Linked DNA regions of Gossypium hirsutum: all the other regions are linked to region 1. Evidence: chromatin contacts called from public Hi-C data. All regions are on one chromosome and are shown on one strand. The core of a region is the stretch at or near the end of the contact, and the rest is flanking DNA. Distances in the headings are between cores, read along the strand shown.

What was found. Hi-C and Micro-C count contacts between places; a contact is called where the count stands out from the background.
Region 2: a Hi-C map of leaf shows a contact between it and region 1, with 2.0 times the contacts expected there. The contact joins the promoter of LOC107961465 here to the promoter of LOC107959851 in region 1. A contact is called at or near these places in 5 of 34 Hi-C or Micro-C datasets (all in leaf).
Region 3: a Hi-C map of leaf shows a contact between it and region 1, with 1.6 times the contacts expected there. The contact joins the promoter of LOC107959853 here to the promoter of LOC107959851 in region 1. A contact is called at or near these places in 2 of 34 Hi-C or Micro-C datasets (both in leaf).

The regions. Positions count from the first base shown.
Region 1 is chrA05:99,467,954-99,471,466 of Gossypium_hirsutum_v2.1, reverse strand. It overlaps LOC107959851 (carbonic anhydrase, chloroplastic), which reads right to left and starts at 1,938. Exons shown (of 8, transcript XM_016896015.2): 1 at 1,616-1,938; 2 at 726-787; 3 at 451-582; 4 at 309-357; 5 at 112-228; 6 at 1-19. The coding sequence starts at 1,813.
Region 2 is chrA05:99,619,439-99,622,951 of Gossypium_hirsutum_v2.1, reverse strand. It overlaps LOC107961465 (bidirectional sugar transporter SWEET6b), which reads left to right and starts at 1,509. Exons shown (of 6, transcript XM_041114252.1): 1 at 1,509-1,680; 2 at 2,212-2,248; 3 at 2,604-2,823; 4 at 3,023-3,178; 5 at 3,277-3,396; 6 at 3,483-3,513. The coding sequence starts at 1,647.
Region 3 is chrA05:99,332,961-99,336,473 of Gossypium_hirsutum_v2.1, reverse strand. It overlaps LOC107959853 (cinnamoyl-CoA reductase-like SNL6), which reads left to right and starts at 1,903. Exons shown (of 5, transcript XM_016896016.2): 1 at 1,903-2,367; 2 at 2,504-2,688; 3 at 3,482-3,513. The coding sequence starts at 2,103. It also overlaps the pseudogene LOC107960977.

The DNA.
Region 1 (3,513 bases), core at 689-3,188:
CAGTTCCAGCGTATTTAGTCTGTCATAACATACACAAATGAGTCATCAACCTGACAGAGCTTTAAAATGAACCCGGACCCAACAGTTCGATGCAATTCTTCTGTAAGTTACCTGATCGTAAGGTGGAACAATATTAGCAACATTACGAACCACGAAAGCTTCCCCTGGTTGCATGTCCAGAACATGAGATGGGCATACCCTGGAGTCGGAGCAGGCAACAATCATATACTGCAACAATTTTATACCCCACATTTAGCTCTACAAATTATTGCAGCAATACATGTTAGTGAATGTGTATATATATGTACCTTGGGGCTTTGGCCCTTGGCAAGCTCAGCATACAAAGCAGGATTCTTCCTGCAAGAAGACAAAAAGCAAGCAGTTAGTGAAAAACCATTGAAGAATATGAAGAAAATTAAAGGAAAAAAAATGAAAAGAGTGATGACTAACTCATATTTTTGTGACTTGAAGTAAACGAATCCTTGTTTCAACCTCTCCACAGAATCATCAGATGTTGTCTTTAACTCAGCTGTCACTTGATCTACCTTTGCGGCTGCTACAGCTTTCAATTCTCCTTTCTCACTACATGTATCAATTTATTCAAAGTTAATGCTGAGAAACTTTTAAACTCCAATTAATTTAAGTTAAAAGTCTACTCTTCTCATGTTCTGAGAGCACCAACAGTTGATAAAAGTTAAGATAGTTTATAATTTTATATATATTACCTAAGCAGTTTCTTGAGAGCTTCAATGGCTTCCTCGTATGACTTGTCTCCCATGTCTTCTCTCTGAAAAATTTCAAGCACCAGTAAAAGTCAGTGACTTTCTTATATGTTCTTACCATTACATGTACATGTATATATATTATTAGTTCGTTGGAGGGCATACAAAAATGAGAAATGTCTGACAATAAAGAAACAAACTAGTTCAATGAATCTTTCTCTGTTTTGAATAAATGTTAAATCTTAATTTAGCTCTCAGAACCAGCTATTTTATATTTGATGTTATTTAGCCAGAAAGAGAGATAATTAATTGGATTGGCTGATTTGGGTTAATCAGAGCCACACGCGTCTTACTAGACCAGGTAAGGGCATTAGCACCATTGATGGAAGGCCAACTCAGGAAACAAAACGTGATTTGGGAAGGTTTTCTTTGTAATTTAAATGTTATTTATTTAGCCAACCAAAGAAATAAATTTGATTGGTGGGTTTAGGGTAACCACAGCCTCACACGTATTATTAGCAAGGCTGTAAGCTGCTCATGTGGCTACTGCCACCATTGATGAAATGCCACGTGGTTGACAAATCATGAGATAAAACGTGGTTTGGATATAATTACTTTTGATGTGGCAATTTACGTCTTTAGCCACTCCTAGAGTTTCACGTGCTAAACTCTCACGGATTGCCACATTAATATTTAATATTTTCATGACAATGGAAATATATATATTATTTGATACTCAAAATGTCACTTTATTAAAAGTTTTTAGAAATAAATATAAAAATATTTTAATAATAACTGCGTAATATATTATATATTTATATTTTAATAATGCGAGATTTAAGAAGTAAAAAAAAAAAGGTAATGTAATAAAAGAGAATAATCCATATGTATACCCAATTAGAAGGGGTGAGCAAAGGAACAGGAGCAGCGAAAACAGGCTGGTTGCGGATGAGTGTTGGAGGAGAAGGGGAAGAGTTGAGGGTGGCAACAATGGAGGAGGATCGTAATGTGGGTCGCCAGAGAGGGAAAGAAGTGGCGGTGGCAGTGGAGGACGAAGTGAGGCACCAGCCGTTAATGGAAGCGGTCGACATTGCCACAAGGTGTCATACAATTTACAATATTTATACCATATTTTTGTGAAGGATAGCTTCTACCTCTGTAGATTATGTTTGGACGTTGGATGGACATCCATTTTTCTCTTTCTAACGCATTATCATGAATAAATTTAGGATTAATCTCACGCACTTTTAATTAATAATAAAATAACACATAATTGCTAGTGTAGAATAAAAAATATATTAAAGTACTTACGATTAAATTTATTTAATATAATTAAATATTAAATATAATTATTTTTTTTGAATAAATATAACTATTTTATTTCTCTTTCAAGTGTTGGTTTTACATTTCCGCTTTTAAATTTTAAAATTTAAACTTTGGATTTGATATTTTTATATTTATTTATATTTAATAATTATAATTAATATATTTTTAAAAATAATTTTTTATTTTTAAATTCTTTAATTTTTTTATTTTATATTAATGACAATCTTCTATCTTATTTTTTAGTGATTTAGTGATAGTGCATAAAATTTATGCTGCACCCAAACATCAAATATTTTTCATAAAAATTTATTACATTTTTTTTCATTACATCTTTATATATTATTAATGTAGTCTTTTTCCCTCTTGAGACATGCATGCAATGATTTTAAAGGTATAATGATAAATTTAATCCACAATGTTTATATTTTTTTTAATTTGATTTTTATTCTTTTTATTTTGTTTAATTTGACTTTTAGTCTTTTAAAAAAATTTAAATTAATTTTTTAAAGAGAAAATAGTGACTAAAACATTAATTTTTAACGTTGTTGACATGATAACTTACATGACAATTCATATGCACATCATACTAACATAACAACATTCATTTTATATGTCACGTCAATAAATAATTTATAAATTATAAAAATAAAATAAATCAAAGTTAAAATTGAAAAAATATATAAAAAGTTCATGAAATTTAAAAATATATAGTACAGGACATAACTACACATAGATTGCATGCAGACTGTCATATTTAAAATTTTAATATTTTAGTTAGTATTCTCATCAAAAAAACATCATTTCGACACTTTTAAAAGGTTGATAGTTAATTTTAACTCTTTTTAAAAAAATGATATCAAATTTAGCTAAAAAAAACAATGGCTAAATTGAAGATATAAACGTAAAGGGTTAAATTTGACATTATTCCTATTTTAAAAAAATTTTCCAGGAAGATGATAAATATATGTTTGAAACAAAACTTACAAAAAAAAAAGTGGGGGATAATATTGAGAAATATAAAGCAAAAGTTGTTGGGTTTTGGGGGGGAGGGGGGGAGCAATGGTGCAGCAGGAGAGATGAAGATGAATGAATGAATGGGTGAAAATATTAAAGCAATGGATAGATGAAGATAAAACCCTATCCCTAAAACATGGCTCCAATGATATGTGGGGTTGTGTTAGATAGTCAACCTCAGCTGTTCTTTTCGATGTTTATTTGTTTTTGGATATGTCCACACATTCCTGGCAATACCGCCTGCTTTCTCGCTCCTTTCACAATGGAAGAAATTTGAGAAACTAGCCATGTTTTCCCCCTATAATTTGAGTGGGAGAGAAAGGATTTTTTTTGTAATTATTTTTTATAAGAAAATTTGTTAAAATAATTTTATAACTATTTTACTTTTTTTTTAAATATTAGTGGCTGACATTTAAATATAAACTCGTAGCAACATTTAGTAAAAAACTTC
Region 2 (3,513 bases), core at 260-2,759, 150 kb before region 1:
TCAATCAAATTTCCATATAAAAAGCATACCGGATGAAATCGGGTAACACCATTTTTTCCTTCTCCTTCCTTTTTTTCATCCTCTTCTTTTTCCTTTGCTTCATTGTTGTTGTGTCTAGAAAGAAACAAATAAGCTGAAGGCCGCCAATTTTAAGGTTTTGGTCTTTAATTTTTAATTTTATTTTCTATTTTCTTATTTTATGATAACATATGAATGATACTTTGTGCTTATGTGACAAACATAACATGTCAGGTCGTTTCGCTATTAAGTTTGTCACACTTTTAACAATCGAGTGATCAAAACGTTAGAAGTTAATTACTCTACTATAATTTTCGTGGTTCAATTGTAAAAAAGAAAAAGAAAATTAACCAAAATTATGCGAATATATATTTTTTAAATTTATCCTATTTTTAATATAAAAAGACTATATTTTTATCATATTTAATTTAATTTATTTAATCATAATATAAAATCTATTTATGATGTACGTGTAGATTTCACGTTGTTATTAGATTATAGGACACACATAATGTAGGTAAAAGAATTATGTAATATATTTATTTAAAATTGACACTAAAACCAAATACTACTTTGGTTCAAATAATAAAGTAAAAAGTGAATGTTATGGTATCTCGGAATAAAATCTCATTAGAAATATGTATTTTTTTATTTCATATAAAAAATAATTATACCTCAAAATAATAATTGCTTAATTTGTTAAAACAAAGATGGTTTAATTATTTAATAACTTAATTAGTACCCACTGTGGATAAGCATTATATATGTATTAATTATAGATTTGATATATTCTATCAAATTTGATATTGTGATAGACTAATTACAGTAATTGAAGGTGATTAATGTTGAAATTTTGAGTTAATTGAACTTATATCAGGGAAAAGCAACAGTAAATGCTCAATCCAAAAAAATCTGTTTATTATTTAAAATATTAATATTTTTTTATTATTTTACTATTTCAAACTGAGTCAAACCAGTTTGAATATTTATCAAAAGTATCCAACGCAATCCGAATAGTTGAAAATTTTAAAATTTATAATTGAATAATTCTAATAATAAAATTAAGAAAATATAAATTTAATAATTTGTAAAATCTTAACTGAAGCTGACATGGCAAAATTCTATTGGCGAAATGAAAATTTGGAAAGACGAAAATCGTCTCGAATTCTTTTTCGCCACGCATAATAATAATACATGGATATTCAGGTAATGGCAATAATGGTAATTTAGATGAAATCCAACACCGAATGAATATCCTCCGTAACAACAAACACACAAACGATTTAAACGCCGCGTCTTACTTCTCCAGTTCTCCCCAATTATCCAAAGCCACGACGCCATGCAATTTGCATGCACAAAAAATAATACCAAATTTTTTAAAGAAAAAGAAAAAGGAATTAGAATTTAATTAGGATTAGTGGATAATTAAAATTTCGTGTTTCAAAAAAGAAATTTTAGTTTAAAAAGGTAAAATCTTATCGACGCGGATTTCTACTCCAACTAAAAATCCTTCTCTATCCCTTGCTTTATATATAACTTTCAAATCTGTTTCATCCTTCATCCTTCATCCTTCATCCTTCATCAATTTCTCCTCTCCTTTTCTCTCGTTACTGCTTAAGCTTTCGAAGATGGGACTTGCTCGCAATGTCGTTGGCATTATTGGTAATTTATGTTTCTCTGTTGAGTTTTGGAGCTTTTAAAGGTTTTGATTAGTTTTTTTTTTTTTTTGATTTTGATCGTGATTAGAAGCTTTAAAGATGTTTTGAAGCTTTGATCAATGGCGATCGATGTTTTGTTAATCGTTTCCCTTTCTTTTTTTGGTTCAATAAGCCAATATAGTTTTCAAACTTCTTTTCAGTTTTTCATTAAGTAAATATGAACTTTAGTGTTCATGAGGTTAAGTTTTGGAGATTTTAGAGGTTTTAATTGCTTTTTGTTGAATTTCATCATGATAAGCGATGAGTTGACGTTAATGCGTTTAGATTTACTGCGAGTTTAAAAGCTTTGATAAGAGTTTTCACATTTCTCTTCAGTTTTTCATTAAGTAAATATGTACTTAAATGCTTATCATGTTAAGTTTTTACGTTATTAACGAATCTACTATTCTATGAAGATCGAAGACTGGTTATTCAGTTTTCTTTTTTCTGTTTGAAGTTGTTTCGTTTATTTATACATTTATATATTGTTTTGCAGGGAATGTCATCTCCTTCGGCCTCTTCCTCTCGCCAGTGTACGCATCTTCTGTCTAATTATCTTGCTATGAATTTATTATTTTATTTTAGATTTACCTAATTAAAAGCTTAACGAATAGCTGGTAAAAAAAAATGCTTAACAAATTTCTTTTTCTGGTCCGTAGTAAATTTATTACTATAATTCTAAAAGTATTATAGACTCGAATCTCTTTATTCCTTTTCCAGATGTTGTATATATAGAATGATAAACGATTATATAAATATACCTATAAATTGAGTTTTTTTCTTGAATATGTGAATATATATAATGAAGTTTTTCTTTTTCATAACTTTTTCTTTTGGATTCAAAATTCTCACTGACAATTGTTGGTTTTTGTGAATAAATGTTAATAGGCCAACTTTTTTCCGAATTTATAAGAACAAGGCAGTTGAGGAGTTTCAGCCATACCCCTATTTGTGCACAGTTCTGAACTGTATTTTCTGGATGTTTTATGGTCTTCCCATTGTTAAAAAGGACAACATTCTAGTCTTGACCATCAACAGCGTTGGCCTTGTCATTGAGTTGCTCTACTTAACCGTATACGTGGTTTATGCTAATGATCGGAAGAAAAGGGTAATTATACATGAACCTTAATTTGCATGCTTATTGGCCTTTACATTATTTTCTATTTTAACAAATTCACTGTGTGTATGTATAAAGATTTATTGGTAGAATTTTAGGATGAGAACATGTGTTAGATTGAACTTACGCATCAATATTTGGTATGTGGTTTTGGGGTTTTAAATATTGTGTTTTTTTATTGTTATTTCAGCTTCGTGTTGCTCATATCCTTTTGGCTGAAGCAGCTTTGACAGTAGCCATTGTTCTCATTGCAATGCTCTGCTTCGATAAACACAGATCTCTTTTCGTTGGAATTATAGCTGATGTTTTTAACATCATTATGTATGCTGCGCCTCTAGGCATCTGGGTAAAAATCTTCTTTTTAAATATTCATATCCATAATCAGATATATGCATGGTGGAAAACATATTTAACCGTCTTTGATTTTGGGCATTGTATTAACAGAAAAAAGTTATCACTACAAAAAGTGTGGAGTATATGCCATTCTGGCTCTCAGTCGCAGGCTTATCTAATGGCATCTGTTGGACCATCTATGGCCTCATACCATTTGATCTCTTCCTCCTGGTAATAAATTAAAAACTAAAATAATAATGATGATACTAATAATTAATTAACTAAATTAATAATGTGAGTACTGTGGATGTTTGTAGGTAAGCAATGGGCTAGGAGCAATATTTGGTG
Region 3 (3,513 bases), core at 654-3,153, 130 kb after region 1:
TATATCTTATATGGTACAACAATACACATTGTTAAAGTTGAAGATGCTTTCCATGAAATGCAAGAGTTCAAGGTTCGAGCAGAAGTCGCTGATGTGGCCAAATCACAGTTTTTGGAAACTGTTTCTAATGAAATCAGGACTCCCATGAATGGCATCCTTGGGATGCTTGCCTTGTTTTTAGATACTTATTTAAGTTCAACACAAAGGGATTATGTTCAGACTGTTCAAGTTTGTGGGAAGGCACTGATAACATTAATAAATGAGGTGCTTGACTGTGCTAAAATTAAAACGAGAAAGTTGGAGCTGGAAACTGTTTCCGTTGACGTTCGGTCTATCCTAGATGATGTGCTCTCTTTATTTTTTGAGAAATCTAGAAATAAAGGTATTGAGCTGGCAGTGTTTGTTTCTGATAAAGTTCCAGAAATGGTTACAGGAGATCCAGGCAGATTTAAGCAGATAATTATGAATCTTGTTGAGAAGGGTTCATGGCTTTCTGGTGAGGATGGTGGTTCCAAATTACAAACGTTGGACAGACAGAAAAATGGACATGTTTTTAAGTCACCAAAGATGATTCTTCTTGCGAAAAATATTTGTAATGATGAACTCGAGAAAAGAAAAGCAGCAGGTTTTGCAGATACTATGATTATGAAACCTTCGAGGGAAAGAATGGTGGTTGCATGTCTTTAGCAAGTGCTCGAGAGAGGGAAAAAGAGGCAGCCTGGAAGAGGCATGCTGAATGGACCGTCTGCTACTTGGGAGTCCTTAGACCAACTCAAGAGCATTCTTCCTCAAGTTGATCCTTGAGGACAATGATCATTTTAGGGGGAGAGTATTTGATACGGGTCAAAACTGAAATGTCGTAAACGGTGCGTTTTAGTATAAATGAAATGATGTGCAGTGACTTCAGTAAAAACGGGGCGTTTTGAATAAACGTTAGTACTGTTAGTTTTAACCAATTTTGGACTGTTTTATTTCCTTATATATATATGCAGCTGTAATTGGATGGAGGGTAATGAAATGAATATGTTTTATTTGCTTCTTCCCTTTCAATTTTTGTCTTCCCCTATTATTCTTCTTCTTCCCTTTTCTATTTCCTATTTTCTGTTTCTATTCCTACCACTTGCAAACAAAAAAAATTGAAATAATGAATACATAAATCATAAATTTCAAAGTTAAAATTTTAAATTTTAAATCTAAATCCGAGTTTCTAAGCGCTACTTAAAAATTATTGAAATTTATACTCTATTTATAGATGAAAGCATGAACTTACAAAAATACTCTAACATACTATGTGAGATTATTGGAAATTTCAAGTTCTCTCATTTCTTTTAGTTGTGAAATTTGAAAAATTCCAACAATCCCATGTAACATGTTAAATTTTTCAATAAATTATACTCAAAATTATTAAATTATTATTTAATTTATATCTTAGTCACTCAATTTTAAAAAATTATAAATTAATTATTAAATAAATTTTTTTAAATAATTTAACAACTATTTATAAATTTTTAAAATTAAATCATGAAAACGTAAATTTAAATAAATAGCACGAAACATGACGTTGATGGATGGTGAGATCCTAAATTAGTTTTATCAGTTGATACTTTCTTTCTTTGTCCTTTTCTTCGTGAAAAAATTCAATAAAAAACAAATTCTCAAAAGTAATTTTTTTAGAAATTCAAGATAAGAAATAATAAAAAAATCAGAATAACAAAGTAAAAAAAAAAAAAACCTTTGCATGTGACTAAAAACATTCGCATTTATATATTATATTATATAAAACATTTTTTTCATTTAAATACAAAGTACACTTAAACAAATAAAAAGAATTGATAAACAAATAAGAAAAATCCAAACATTACACGTTTATTTATTTGTAGCCACTTAAAATCAAGCCAAGCGAGCAAGCCGAGTCTCTATATTATCTCAATTGGACTGTTACGCAGCCCACCTCATTGAAATTTGTTAAATAAATAAGCTTTCAAATATGGGAGTAATGCCTTTTGCATGATTTTGTCTTTAGATCGTCTCTGTTTTAGCCTCCCTTTGCAGACAATTATAGCAACGAGAGTTTAAACTGACCCAGAGCTTCAAACTTAATCATGGGGATTGCAAGGGCGCAAGATGAAGAGAGTGAAAGAAGGGAGTTTGAAGACTTCAGGAAGACTTTAGTTGCTTTGGCTGCCACGGAAAGAAGCAAAGAAAATGATGACTTCAAAGGCCTAATGAGTTCCCATATCGCCGACCTTGATTTTCAACAAGACAAGCTTGTTTGTGTGACCAGTGGTGTTTCTTTCCTTGGGCTTGCCTTAGTTAATCGTCTCTTGCTCCGTGGATACTCTGTTCGAATCCTTGTGGATAACCAAGGTAACCATTCTATTGTTCAGAACAGCCTGGAATCTGACAAGGTTAGAAAACCCTTGTCTGATTTAAGGTTGTTGTCTGTTTCCCGTAGACTTCTTTATTAAGTGGGTTCTTTGGGTTTGATTCAAAAAAACTGCAGAAGATGTAGAGAAGCTGAGGGAGATGCAAGTTTCTGGGGAGATGATGATGGCTTGTAACAATAAAATATCAGTGGTAATGGCTAGGCAAACTGAAATCCAGGGGCTGATGGAGGCCTTTGATGGGTGTCGTGGAGTGTTTCACACCTCTGCTTTTGTTGATCCTTCTGGCATCTCTGGTTATTCAGTGAGTTTTCCTTCTTTTCTTTGCTATTCACACACATCAAGTGACTAATAATGCTGCAATTTGTTCTATGATAGGAATGAACATTACACAAAGACTAACTTTTCTTACATTGCCAAGTTCTTGCCCATTGTTTTTTTTTAAGTATTCTTTGAGCATATCCGGACCTAGATACGAAGATAGTCCCATTTAGAAGAAAAAAAAAAGATTAGAAAAATTGAACATATTTTGGACACCTACTTGTATCCAGCACTTCCATGGTTTCACCTCAGTCCAAGTAGCTAAGGAAACACCAACATTATTTTTCGTAGGTAGATAGTTATACTTCCAGGTACGGGGTACCATCAGTATATTTCGTAGGTAGATAGTTCTTCTTGAGATGAAAGATGAAAGGAATGGGATGAACAAGTCAACTGAAAAGTGTTGCTTTCTAAAAATAAGTCTTTCACTGCAAAAATAAGCATGCCCCTGACGACTTCATTATTGGGTTGGCCTACCGGGTCCAGGGCACCACAAGTGCTAGTTTGTGGTCTGAATTTATGCCAAAATCATAAACTTCATCATTCACCTTCTTATACTTGCATGTCCTTTTATGCATATGTTGTTTCGACTTTTGGTATCTAATATTTATATTCAACACATATTTGGACATAAATATTGAGTATGATTCTCTAAATATTTGGAAAATTTAAGGATACCTGTACCGAAAAACATAGTTTTAGACTCTCTTTAGCACCAAGTTGAAGCTTACTTTTCACTAATAGAAAATAATGCGACCTTCTGGTGTTTTGGTTAGAAATCCATGGCTGAAATAGAAGTGAAGGCAAG